Linked DNA regions of Mus musculus: region 1 is linked to region 2. A link is a contact called in public promoter capture Hi-C data. All regions are on one chromosome and are shown on one strand. Each heading gives the region's core, a stretch centred on a gene start, on an enhancer-like site or on the middle of the called end of the contact. The rest is flanking DNA. Distances are from core to core; before and after follow the strand shown. Region 1 holds the start of Socs7 (suppressor of cytokine signaling 7). Region 2 holds the start of Msl1 (male specific lethal 1).

Region 1 (7,147 bases), core at 2,789-5,288, 1.4 Mb before region 2:
TCAAGGGCCTACTTCATGTCAGTCATTGACATTACGTTCTGACATTAGAGAGGCCGTGAGGGACAGAGAACAAACATTGCCTTCTGGAACTTATATTTTACTAGAGGAGGCAGACTTTTTTTTTAAGATTTATTTATTTATTTTATGTATATGAGTACACTGTAGATGGTTGTGAGCCCTCACCTGATTGCTGGGAATAAAACTCCACTCACTGTAGCTGTCTTTAGAGGGTGTCAGATCCTATTACAGATGGTGTGAGCCACCATGTGGTTGCTGGGATTTGAACTCAGTACCTTCAGAAGAGCAGTTAGTGCTCTTACCTGCTGAGCCATCTTGCCAGCCCCAGATTTTTTTTTTAAAAAGATGTGTTTTTTTGTTCGTTTGTTTGTTTATTTAAAGACTTATTTATTATATGTAAGTACACTGTAGCTGTCTTCAGACACTCCAGAAGAAGGAGTCAGATCTCATTACAGGTGGTTGTGAGCCACGATGTGGTTGCTGGGATTTGAACTCAGTACCTTCAGAAGAGCAGTTAGTGCTCTTACCTGCTGAGCCATCTTGCCAGCCCCAGATTTAAAAAAAAAAAAGATGTGTTTGTTTGTTCGTTTGTTTGTTTATTTAAAGACTTATTTATTATATGTAAGTACACTGTAGCTGTCTTCAGACACTCCAGAAGAAGGAGTCAGATCTCATTACAGGTGGTTGTGAGCCACCATGTGGTTGCTGGGATTTGAACTCAGGACCTTTGGAAGAGCAGTGGGTGCTCTTACCCACAGAGCCATCTCTCCAGCCCCTAAAGATTTATATTTTATTGTTATTATCTTTGGTTTGTTTGAGACATGGTCTCACTATGTAGCTCAGGCTGTCCTGGAACTCATTATGTAGACCAGGCTGGCTTAGAACATACAGAAATCCACCTGTCTCTGCTTCTTGAGTTCTGGGATTAAAGGTGTGCACTACCATACCCTATTTTTTGTTGTTGTTGTTTGTTTTTATTTTTATCTTTTTTATGCTTTTGATGGCTGTCATATTTGCTTGTCTATTTACCATGTGTGAGTCTGGTGCCCAAGGAGTCCAGAAGGGGGCATCTGATCCCATGGAGCTGGAATTAGACCTTTGTGAGCCACAGTGTAGGTGGTGGCAACTGAACTGGGATCCACAAGAAGAGTAAGCAGTGCTCTTTTTTTTTTTTTTTAAAGATTTATTATTATATCTAAGTACACTGTAGCTGTCTTCAGACACACCAGAAGAGGGCATCAGATCTCATTACAGATGGTTGTGAGCCACCATGTGGCTGCTGGGATTTGAACTCAGTCAGTGCTCTTAACCTCTGAGCCATCTCTCCAAACTGTAAGCAGTGCTCTTAAGTGAGCCATCTCTCTAGCTCCATGACTTATTTCATTTTTAGTCACCTGTGTATGGGCACGCCCACGTGAAAGCTAGAGGGATGCAGTCACCTGGGACTGGGAGCTGTGAGCTTCCCCTGTGTGGGAGCTGGGGATTGAATTTGGGTCTTCTGGTAGAGTGGTCAGTGATAACCACTGAGCCATCTCTCTAGTCTGGACAGAGTGTTAATCAAATCACACATGTGCAATTAAGCGTAACAGAGACTGGGTCTTGAAGTTGAGAGAGAACGTACATCTCCCCGGTCTGGTGAGGAGAGAGTTCAGTCTGAAGGCTGGCCAGTTCACTGAGCACAAACCCGAGAGAAAACTTATCTGAGAATGGAGCTTAGTTAGGTGGGAGATGCTGGCCACTGGTCAAGCTGCAGCTTTGCTTTGGAGATATAAACACTGGATTTGTGTCCTGACACTGCAGGAGAAAAAAGGGGTAGCAGTGGCAAATAACAGAAGAATGCCCATGAATGTTGAAAATAGCGGTGTAACTGGGCTGGTGAGATGGCTCAGCGGGTAAGAGCACTGACTGCTCTTCCAAAGGTCCTGAGTTCAAATCCCAGCGGCCACATGGTGGCTCACAACCACCCTTAATATGAGATCTGACGTCTTCTTCTGGTGTGTCTGAAGTCAGCTACAGTGTACTTATGTATAATAATAAATAAGTCTTAAAAAGAACGGTGTTAGCAGAACTGAACAGACAAGATACAGCTTGGTGGGCAATGTGTAAGAGTAAGACGTAGGCAGGGCAAAACCATTAGGACCCTATATGTCACATAGAGGGTTTTCTCTCTATCCTAAGAATGCAGAAAGCATGAACAACTACAATCACAGGCTGTGGGGCTGGAGGGATGGCTCAGTGGTTAAGAGTACTGGCTGTTCTTCCAGAGGTCCTGAGTTCAATTCCCAGGACTCCACGTGGCAGCTCACAACTATCTGTAATGGGTCTGATGCTGTCTTTTGGTGTGCAGAGAAATATATGTAAATACATCTTTACAATCACAGGCTGTGAGCAAATTTCTATTTCAGAATGACCCCACTGGGCTGGGAAGATGGCTCTGTAATGTGCCTGTTCCTCATTGATTCTGGAGTTCATCAATTTGGCTAGATTGACTGGTGAGGGAGCTCCCGGGATCCACCCCACATCAAGTGCGAAGATCACAGACACATGCTGCTCTGCCTGGCTTTTATACTGTGCTGGGGATCCAAACTTAAGTCCTGATACTTGTGAGAGTCCCTGTCTGAAAAACAAAAGGGGTATAGGGAGCTGGGTGGTGATGGCACATTCCTTCATTCCCAGCACAGACATGATTCTGAATTCAAGGCCAGCCTGGTCTACAGAATGAGTTCCAGGACAGCCAGGGCCACACAGAGAAACCCTGTCTAGAAAGAAAGAAAGAAAGAAAGGAAGGAAGGAAGGAAGGAAGGAAGGAAGAAAGAAAGAAAGAAAGAAAGAAAGAAAGAAAGAAAGAAAGAGAGATGGAGGGGCCTAGAGAGCTAGCTCAGCAGATAACGGCTTGTTCTGCTCTTGCAGAGGGTCAGAACTCAGCTCTCAACACCCATGTCCAGGGACTTGGGGCAGCTAATAATTAGGTCTAGGGGATCTGATGCCCTTTCTCGGATTCTGCACACACATGTGCATACACATACATTTTTTTTAAGTGATGGAGATTATGACAGCGATTCTGATTTACATCTCCTGTACATCTATCTGTAGGTGTTACATTAGCAATGGCACAAAAACGTTGAAGGAACTCTTCCCCGTCACTGAAACCAATTCCGACTCAGCAAAGTTGCCCCCATGATTGATGATTTGATCAGGTTTTGCTTTTTCACTGTTCTCTTTCATCAACAGAGGAAAATATTAGTAAAAATTCTTGTTACAATTGCAGTCCTTGGTCACTTGTCATCATTTTGGGAAGGGCTGGGAATGAGGTCTGGTGATGGAACTGTTGCTTAGCACGTGCCACGTCTTGGATTCTATCCTCAACATGACATACACTATGACAACAATCAGTGGAAGGATGTATTTGGCCATCAGTCGTACAGAATTGGCTATTGTATATCTTCATTTCTTGGAATTGTGTATATCCATTCTTCATTTCAAATTCATGATGAGATTATGCTAACTATATACACACTCTTGTCTTCTCAAAGATCCAGTTGTTTTGGCACGGAAGAGCACACTGCAGGCTCTACAACCCATTTTCATGTAGTCATTCCACAGTTCATCGGATGCTAGGAAAGAGGATGCAGATGTAATGAAATGACTTGGCCAAGGTCACACACTCCAGGCAGCATGGACAGGACAAGACCCCCAGACAGTGCCAAGGTCCACGACCCTCTCCCAGGTCCAGACCCGGGTCCCGAGGCCTGCACTGCTCTACACAGGACGGTGGACAGGGCCCGGGCGCCCAGGAAGTGAAAAAGCAGGGGTCGGTGCCGGAGACCACGGAGGCCCCAGATGCAGCAGACGGCCAATAGCTACCAGGGCCAAGAGAAACGTCAGGCAGAGTGGAGTCCGACGCTTGCGCACCCTGGGGAAAGGGGGCGGGCCCTGGACAGGAAGTGACGTCTAGGGGCGGTCCTCGGCGGCAGCGCGCGGCCTGGGCTCGCGCTGGGCTCCGCGCGCCCCCCCCCCCCCGCCCCCTCTATGAGGCAGAGGCCGCGGCGGCCGTTAGCGCTGTCGCTCCGGGGGCCGCGGCGGGCGGGGCTCCGGCGGGGCCCGGCCTAGTCCCCACCCAGCCCGGCTCCTAGCCGCCCGCCCTCCCTCCCTTCGCCACCCCGATGCAGGGGGCCGAGCTCCGGGACGGCGAGGCGGCGGCGGCGGCCGCTTCGTACCGGGTCCTGAGCCGCCTCCTCGGCTATGGAGAGGCCGCCCCCGAGCCAGGCCCGCCGCCGCCGCCGCCGCCCCCGGGCCACAGCCATGGCCCGTCGCCGCCACCACCCTTCCTCGCGCGGCCCGGCTCGCGGGGCGCCCGGCCGCCTCAGCTGATGGTGTTCCGCAACGTGGGGCGGCCGCCGGAGGAGGAGGACGCGGAGGCGGCCCGGGAGCCGGGACCCTCGGAACTGCTGTGTCCCCGGCACCGCTGCGCGCTGGATCCCAAGGCCCTCCCGCCGGGCTTGGCGCTCGAGCGGACCTGGGGTCCCGTGGCTGGACTAGAGGCGCAGCTGGCGGCCCTGGGGCTCGGACAGCCGGCGGGGCCGGGGATCAAGACTGCCGGCGGAGGCTGCTGTCCGTGCCCGTGTCCCCCGCAGCCGCCGCCGCCGCAACCCCCGCCGCCTGCTGCCGCCCCGCAGGCCGGGGAGGACCCGACGGAGACGAGCGACGCGCTGCTGGTCCTGGAGGGCTTGGAATCGGAGGCCGAGAGCCTGGAGACTAACAGCTGCTCGGAAGAGGAGCTCAGCAGCCCCGGCCGTGGAGGAGGAGGAGTGGGTGGCCGGCTGCTTCTGCAGCCTCCGGGTCCCGAACTACCCCCGGTGCCCTTTCCGCTGCAGGACTTGGTCCCTCCAGGGCGCTTGAGCCGAGGGGAGCAGCAGCAGCAGCAACCTCCCCCACCGCCGCCGCCTCCCGGGCCCCTCCGGCCTCTCGCAGGCCCTTCTCGGAAGGGCTCCTTCAAAATCCGCCTCAGTCGCCTGTTTCGCACGAAGAGCTGTAACGGCGGCTCGGGCGGCGGGGATGGGACCGGCAAGAGGCCTTCGGGAGATCTGGCAGCTTCAGCTGCGAGCCTGACCGACATGGGAGGCTCAGCGGTCCGGGAGCTGGATACGGGGAGGTGAGATTGGCTTGGGGGTTGGGGGTGGGCAAGCGACAAAGTTCCATTTCTTGTTTCGTTTCCCTCGTTTTCCCCTACTGCCAACACGATACTGTTAGAGCTGAGCTGTGGACTTCAGGAGGAGGCAGACACTTGGGATTAAAGGTGGTGACATCTCGCATTAGGTCAGAGCTAATTGTGGAAACAGCTTTCAACTCTCGGAGAGTTCACACTCTGTGACACTTCTCAGTGGGTTAGCGTCTCTTGCTGGGGATGATCTGAAGCCCGGCCTCACCTTCCATCCCTGTTCCGGCCCCACTTTTTAAGCACCCCTCCCATGTCTGTTATTACTACCATTGCTGAAGGTTGCTGGAAATGTGTGGCCTTGGGGCCGAAAAGCTGGTGTCAATCACCTGCCTGTTATTATCTTGATCGTCTTGCTTGTTCTCTCAGTGCACCAGCCTTCACTCTCTTCGCAAGTACAAGCATGCAAATAGCCCGAGGAGTCTGGCCAGCAATTAGCTGGGCAGCTCCCTTAATATTCTGGTTGTTCCTGGATATTTGCTGTCTAAAGCCTGTGTGCTGACCACTTTCTGAATGGCGTTGTGCTGACTCTCTCACTTTCACACGGAGGTGAGAGGTCTAGGTGAGGTATACACAGTGACTTCTAGTCCAATTAATGGCAATTCCAAACTTAAATGGTGAGTTGTTCCCCTGAATTTCTAAGAAGTGGCTAGACTTTTACTGTCGGGACATAGTTCTGTAGTGTCAGTTTGGAAAGCTGTCAGCTTTTGCAGCCATGAATGAGTCTTACCTTGTGGTATAACATTGTGAGTTGTAGTTCTGAATCTGTTTTAAACTTGAATTGGTGGCTTTTGTTTTGTTTTGTTAGACAAGGTTTTTATTATGTTGATCAGGCTTGCTTTTAATTCACTGTGTAGCAGACTGGTCTGGATCTCTTGCTCTTTCTTCCTACCTCCTCCCAAGGACCAGGCCTGCTGCCACTGTGCCTGATTGGAATTGGTCTTGGTATGGTTTCTGTGATGTAGTCTTGAAACATACAGACAGTGACAGACCAAGGGCAAAGAGCAGATAAATTGATAACTTTGTTGAGCACTAGAATCTTGGAGGGTAGGGGGATGTTGAAAGATAAGTATATCTGGGCCCAATTTAAATTTTTTTTTTAAAGCTTCCTAGTTTATCCTTGTTCACAAACCACCCATTCTTGGACATGGATTTTCAAGGGAACTTTAATTCTCCAAGATAAAAGGTGTGGACTTATTTTGGCTTTGTTGCCATTTCTGAACATCTGTGTCATGGGCCAAACCCAGATCCTTGCCCTGATTGTTGTTCCCTGTGTCTACTCCTTTAGGTAGGGCCTGTTTTTATTACTATTATTGTGTGTGTGTGTGTGTGTGTGTGTGTGTGTGTGAGAGAGAGAGAGAGAGAGAGAGAGAGAGAATGAATGAATTACTGCTGAGAGCTTAGGTCTTGAAAAGTGTGTGGTTTCTGAAACAATCCCCATCCCCCACAGTGGTAGGTTCTGTATTTGATGCTCCACTTGCCAATGTGGATGAAATTTGCACTAGCTGAGGGTGAGGGCACGGTTGGAGCTGTGGATAATGGCATAGGATGGATTGATAATTTTCTGTGGTTTGTCTTGCCTTTGTTCCACATTGACCAGGACTTGCTCTAAGATTCCCAAGACGACAAGTATGAGGTGTGGCGTGAAATTAGCTGCTGCGTCTAATAGATTAGGAAGTGAAAAAGGCATATACCATTGTATGGTGTTTTGCCTTGGAAGCAGAATTTAATGGCCATTGGCTGCTCTGTCACCAGCCCTTACACTAAGCACAATACAGATTTCTGCTGCAGAGCAAATCAGGCTGCGCCTCTGCAAAGACGCGTTGTTGAGGGCAGTGAAGAAATAGAGTTCTTGGTCCAAGAGCTTTTTCGGGTGGATTGAGAAGAGCTAGGTATCTGTGTGTAAACATTTTG
Region 2 (6,669 bases), core at 3,479-5,978:
CAGGGTCGGTGTGCGCTCGATACACAGTTCAAAGTCAGCCTGGGCAATTTAGTGAGGCCATCTCAAAGGAGTAAAAATCAGCAGGGCACAGGGCTCAGGAGTGGGGCATTTGCCTGACAGTCATGAAGTCCTGGATTCAGTGTCTAGTACCACCAGAAAAAGTACTTTTAAAACAAACACAAAGCAGCTTATCTGCATTAGAAACAGCTCTCACACACCTTGCACGTGTGGCTTGGGGACTAGACAGTACTTCCATTCATATTTTACCCTAGACTGACTCCAGCTCAGGCTAGGTACCCTTAGATCAGGAGTGGCAGCCAGAAGGGGAAGTCTAACTCAGCATTTTTTGTCTTTATTATTATTATTATTATTATTGGTTTTTCGAGACAGAGTTTCTCTGTGTAGCCCTGGCTGTCCTGGAGCTCACTCTGTTGACTCAGAAATTCACCTGCCTTTGCCTCCCAAGTGTTGGGATTAAAGGTGTGCGCCACCAACTGCCACCACCCAGCAAGATTTGTTTATTTTATGTATATGTGCTCTCTTCAGACACTGAAGACTTCCCAGGACTCTGGAGATAGAGGCTGACGGATCACCATGACTTTCAAGTGATCTAATTGGTTGCAGGACAGTTAGGGCTACCTAGTGAGACACTGTCACAAACAAACCAAAAACCTGTAATAGTTGCAATGTATTATTTTATGTGTATGGGTATTCTGCCTGCATGCACATATATGTGCACCTTGTACATGCCCTGTACCATATGGACCCCCCAGGAACTGGAGTTACAGACAGTTATGAGCACCATGTGGGTGCTGGGAATTGAACCCAGGTCCTCTGGAGGAGAAACCAGTGCTCTTAACTGCTGAGTCATCTCCTCTGATAGTTGCAAATTTTAAGATAAGGTTATAAACTGTTAGAAACAGGGCTGGGGATGTGCCTCAGTTGGTAGAGTGCTTGCCTGGCAACGGTGAAGCCCTGGGTAAGACCCCCAGCACTGACTGTATTTGGCCTGTTGTGAATGCATACAATGGTCAATGTCTATAATCCAGCACTCTAGAGATAGATGCAGGAAGAAGTTCAAGGTCCTTCAGAGCTACACAGTAATTCGAGGCTACCTGGAAGAGATAAATATACACGAGAGACCTCAGACCTCGTCTCAAAACCCCAAACAAAATTATTAGGAATACAAATTTCTTATAATAAAGTTCATATTGGAAAATGACCGTGTACACCATATCATTCAGTGGGGGTGGGGCTGCTTTTGCATTGCAGTGGTGGTACTGAAGTTGAAGAGGAAAAAAAGGCCTTCCAGTCATTCAAGCCTAACATAAGTCACTGTCTGGCCCTTTAAGAGTGGGTAGGAGGAAGGTTTAGCTTAGCATGATAGTGTTTGTAATCCCAGCACTCAGGAGGTGGTAGCCAGATTAGGAGTTCAAAGTCAGTTTGTGTACTCAAGACCCCGTCTAAAGAAAGAATAAATAGAAACAAAGCCCCAGGGGAGGAGGGATGGCTCAAAACCACGCAGAGCTAGGGAATCTTTAGGCCTAGGGTGGGACCTGGAAATTTGCACATCCAAGTTTTCTAACGATGCTAATGACTCCAGTTTGGGTTGGTGTGCATGTGGGGGGTGGAGGCTTGTCAGCATTCTGTGGCGGTGGAGTTGCTTCCCTCCTTCCACCTGTGCCCATGTCCTGGGAATTTACCTCAGGTGGCCAGGCTCGCCGGGCAAGCACCTGTGCCTGCTGAACCAGCTCGCCAGCTCTGTGATAGCTTCTGGCCGGTTCATGCTACAGCCTTGGCTTCTCTCTCTACATATTTACATTTATTTCACTTAAGTTTGGCTCCTGTACCTCTCCAGTGAGAGTGGAGGTCAGGAGACAGGCGGGTTATCTCCCTCTCTCCTTTGTGTCCATAGAGATTGAGCTCTGTACGCCAAGCATCTCTGCAGTTTCCCTTAGCCTCTGAGGCGGCTCAGCGGTCCTTTTTTATGTGATACTGAGGATTGAACCTAGGATTTTGTGGATGCTAGGAATGCAGACGCACTAACCACTGAACCATGGCAGAGTCCTGTCATTCTGTAACCTGGCAAGTCTTGAACTTGGAATTGTTTTACTGCAGTCTCCCAAAAGAGCTGACTTTACTAGCTTTTCAGACAACAGGCCTGGGTCTCTGCTCACCCTCCTGTCTGTCATTTCTCTATACATCCCCAGAGTACTGTCACCCTACATGAACTGACTCGTGGACTCACACCTGAACAGGCTTCAAGATGGCACTTTGTAACACGTATGGGTGTCGATACGGACAACATTCAGTGAGCAACCTGTAAGATTCACATTAGGAGTTGAGGATAATGCAGGACAAAGTATGTATTAGATGCTGATTAAATCCTGCAGAGGAAATAAGAGGCCAGCAGAGGAGGCATCTAAAAGGTGATATTTAGTAAAAAGGAACAAAGAAGTGTGGAAGTCCTGTGAGTAGGGATCCATATGAGAACAGCAAACGTATAGACCCGAGCAGACAGACACAGGAGGCGAGGACGGCAGGAGAGGGTCCACAGAAAGCCGTAAGAGTTCTCCAGTCCACAGCAGCTTGAAGGGCCAGGTCCTTCAGACCATTACACTTTTAATCCAAGTGATCTTATGATCTTATATTATGACCTTAAATCTATCAGGATCACTACAAATGACCGGGGAAGACTTAGGCAGAGGTTGAAATCATGAGACAAATCACAAGCATTTCATAATTAAAACAATAAACAGAAAAGCAGAGGTGGCAGCTTACATCAAGGTAGAGTTGTGGCGAAGATGTAAAATGTACTAGCTTGGATTTTTAAAGTAAGATGGACTGACTTAACTGGAAACAGGATTTAGGTGCAGAGTCGAAAGCTTGAGTCTGAAGTGCATATCAGACATCCAGTTGGCCATATTCTAGGGAGTTGGAGATAGGATTTTGGAGTAAGGGTCCAACAAGCCACAAATCTGGGAGGTTATCAGGATAGTGAGGTGGTAGTCTTCACACTGAAAAAGACCACATTCTACAAACTTCTTTCTAATCCTGCCCTTCCTTCTACTGCCTTCCTGTGCAGTTCTGAGGCCCACCTGATGGAAAGAGGACGGGGACTCAGGACTTTCATACCCATGAAGTTTTTCAGTGTTTCATGCTTAGAGCCCACAAAGCAGAAGCAGTTTCTAACTAAATTTCGCATTGAACCAGGTGTCCTTGTTTTCTCTGTACAACTTATCGTTTATTTATTTATAGAGACAAGATCTGCTTGCTCGCATTGAGACATTTATTTATTTATTTAGACAAGGTATATGTAGCCCTGTCCTGGAACTTGCTATGTGAACCAAGATGGCCCCGAACTCACACATTCTCCTGTCTTTGCCTCACAAGGGCTGGGGTTAAAGGTGTAGACCACTATACCTATCTCCTATAAAAAAATTTTAGAAGTGCACTTCAGACAGATAAGCAACCAATTAATTTACAACTATGTACATGTTTTTTCCATAGGGAACTATGAGGACTTAGTGGCTAAAGTTGCTTGGAAAATTAAGGCACACAGACACTATGAACCTGGAGAATTGGGAAGTGCTCCAATAGAAGGCCCTAAAGAACACTTAGTCCTAACACCGGCATACATCTCTCCATAGATTTCTTGAATCTTTTTCCAGAAGATGCTAGGAGTAGCTACAGCTTAAGAAGGCTGGAGACATGGCTGCTTGGGAAACAACTGTCGGTAGTTGGCAGTACTTCACCCCAAGGTTGTGCTTACAACTCCCTGGGCAGCAGACATCATGGATTTTGCTGCTTCTGGGAACCAGAGGTCCCTCCATTTCTGTGCTGGATCCCTTAGAGACAAAGAACTTCACTTCTTTCCCCAACCCATGTGGGACCGCCAGGGAGCCTAGAGGGTGGAAGCTTGACTTCTACTCCATGAAACAGCCGCAGGCTCCAAGGGAGCCTGGGTCGGGGCCGGTCCCGAAGGCGCGCGGGGCTCCGGTGTGGGCCAGGCGCGTAGCCAGGTCGCCAGGGAAGGGCTATCCGACGAAGGCCGGCTCAGCAGAGCGGTCGGTAGGCGTCCGCGAGGGGCGGGAGCATCTACCTCCTTCCTTCCTCCCCAACCCCATTCTCTCGCACTTGGTTTTGCCGGGGATCCTCCGCATTCCCCAACCACCAGCGGCCGCCCTCGCCCTTCTTCCCTCCCCAGCCCGCCCCTGCCTCGGCAGCCCACCTTCGCCCGCTCCTGCGTCCTCGCCCTCGTCCCCGACCTCCCCTCGTGGGCCCCCGCGCCTCGGTCCCCTCCCCCTCGCGGCGGCAGCGGTAGCCGCGGCCCCTTTCACAATAGCGCTACCCGCCTCCCTCCTCTCCGCTCCCGGTTCGCTCCCGCCCGCTGCCCTCTCGGCGCATGCGCGCTCCGGTCGGCGGTGGCGGCGGCTGCGGCGGCTCCGTTTTTTTTAAAGGGAAACGCCGAGGAGTCGGGGGTGACTGTGGGGGAGGGGGACCCGGCGGCGCGGAGAACCCCCGGGGGAGGCGGCAGACCCCCCCTCCCGGAGTAGGAGGGCTCTGGGCGGACCCGTCCCTCCCACCCCCTCCCGAGGAGGAGCAAGGGGGGGGAAATGGAGGCTCGGGGCGGCTGAGGCGAGCTCCGGGGCGGGGGGCCGGGGCGGGGAAGGGGGGGTGCGGGGTGGGGAGACGAGGCGGGCCCGGCCGGGCAGGGGGGGCCGAAGCGAGCTCCGGGGATGAGCTCGGGGGCGGCTGGGTGCGAGCTCCTGCCTCTGCGGCGAAGGCGACGGTGGCGGCAGCAGAGGCGGCGGCGAGGCCACCATGGGTCGGCGGCGGGCCTCAGCTGCGGCCTCCACTTCTCCGCTCGCCGGCGGGATGGCGCCCGGGCCTCGGAGAAGCCGCGTTAGCGGAGGCCTGCGGCTGCTCTGCTGAGCCGAGCCCGCCAAACTCCCCTCCCCCTCCTCCGTCCTCGACCCCCCGCACCTCGCCCCTTCCCCACCCCCTCCTCCGTCTCGGTCCCCCGCGCTGCTCCGGACCACTATGACCATGAGATCCGCAGTGTTCAAGGCGGCCGCGGCCCCTGCCGGCGGCAACCCCGAGCAGCGACTGGACTACGAGCGGGCTGCGGCGCTGGGCGGGCCCGAGGACGAGTCCGGGGCGGCCGAAGCCCATTTCCTCCCCCGGCATCGTAAGCTCAAGGAGCCGGGGCCCCCGCTGGCCTCTTCCCAGGGCGGGAGCCCCTCGCCCTCTCCAGCCGGCTGCGGCGGCGGCAAGGGCCGGGGCTTGTTACTCCCAGCCGGGGCGGCCCCCGGGCAGCAGGAAGAGAGCTGGGGCGGTTCGGTGCCCTTGCCCTGTCCGCCCCCAGCTACTAAACAAGCCGGCATCGGCGGGGAGCCAGTCGCAGCCGGCGCTGGCTGCAGCCCCCGGCCCAAGTATCAGGCGGTGCTGCCCATTCAGACGGGCTCTATCGTGGTGGCGGCGGCCAAAGAGCCTACGCCCTGGGCTGGGGACAAGGGTGGGGCGGCTCCCCCAGCTGCCACCGCCTCGGACCCGGCGGGACCCCCACCACTACCTCTGCCCGGGCCACCACCCCTCGCGCCCACCGCCACTGCTGGGACCCTGGCGGCCAGTGAGGGCAGATGGAAGAGTATAAGGAAGAGCCCTCTCGGGGGTGGCGGCGGCTCGGGAGCCTCCAGTCAGGCCGCCTGCCTCAAACAGATCCTTCTGCTGCAATTGGACCTCATCGAACAGCAGCAGCAGCAGTTGCAGGCCAAGGAGAAGGAGATAGAGGAGCTGAAGTCCGAGAGAGATACGGTACGGGAGGGGTTAATCTGCATTAGGGATGGAGAGCGAGCTCTGCGCATGCTCGGGGGAAGGGGGCTGTAGGAGGCAGAGGTCCCCGCTCGGTTAGGGTTAGAGGAAGTTGGCCACCAGCTAAAGAGTGCCTTAGATGTTGGGTCGTTAGGAGCCTGGCATCACTGACACGTTGGGTCGGAAGGAAGGGTTAAAGGGCAACCTGTGTGTGTGTGGTGGGGGGTGTTATGGGAGGCTTCGGTTGCCAAAGGGTTAATTTAAAACGACAGCCCCACACTTGTGGGAAAGACGTTTAGAGTGGGAAAGACCTGATTTACGAGGGGTTAAAAATGATAGGGTGGGGTGCAGATGTGGCTGTATGGCAGGGGTTGTATTCAAGCGCTGTTGCCTTAGCTGTGCATTGGAGAGGAGGCTATAACAGCTGTTGCCGTAACCACCGCTGTTGCATCTTTAGACAGGAGGGTTGTCATAGGTCTTTTGGTCGGTAGAGGGTAAAGATGGTGTACGTGGAATCCTGTTTTAGCTCTCCTAAATGAGAATCACTGCCTTTGATTTCAGAGAGTTTCTAGTAGAAAATCTGAGTTATAAAACACTACCCGCTGACCACGTCCCTTGACTAAGCTGGCAGATTTTGAGACATAAGCTTATTCGATGTATTCTGTAAACCCTTCCACCTCCCAGACCTGTTTTTGAATCTTGAGGTATTAGAAAAGTTGTTGGTTATTTCTTTGTACTCCTGGAAAGCATGACTCCATAGGCTTGCTTGCATGAGCAGCAGCCTTGGGCACACATGTTAAGCACACTCCCTCACACCTCAGGGCCGCTGGGGTGGTGGGTGCTACAGTGGTAACA

What was found. Promoter capture Hi-C pulls out the DNA fragments that hold promoters and counts their contacts.
Region 1: a contact with region 2 is called in a promoter capture Hi-C map of pre-B cells, with 3 times the contacts expected there. The contact joins the promoter of Socs7 here to the promoter of Msl1 in region 2.

What each region holds. Positions count from the first base shown.
Region 1 is chr11:97,358,254-97,365,400 of GRCm38.p6, forward strand. It overlaps Socs7 (suppressor of cytokine signaling 7), which reads left to right and starts at 4,039. Exons shown (of 10, transcript NM_138657.4): 1 at 4,039-5,170. The coding sequence starts at 4,182.
Region 2 is chr11:98,790,788-98,797,456 of GRCm38.p6, forward strand. Msl1 (male specific lethal 1) reads left to right here and starts at 4,729. Exons shown (of 9, transcript NM_028722.3): 1 at 4,729-5,817. The coding sequence starts at 5,044.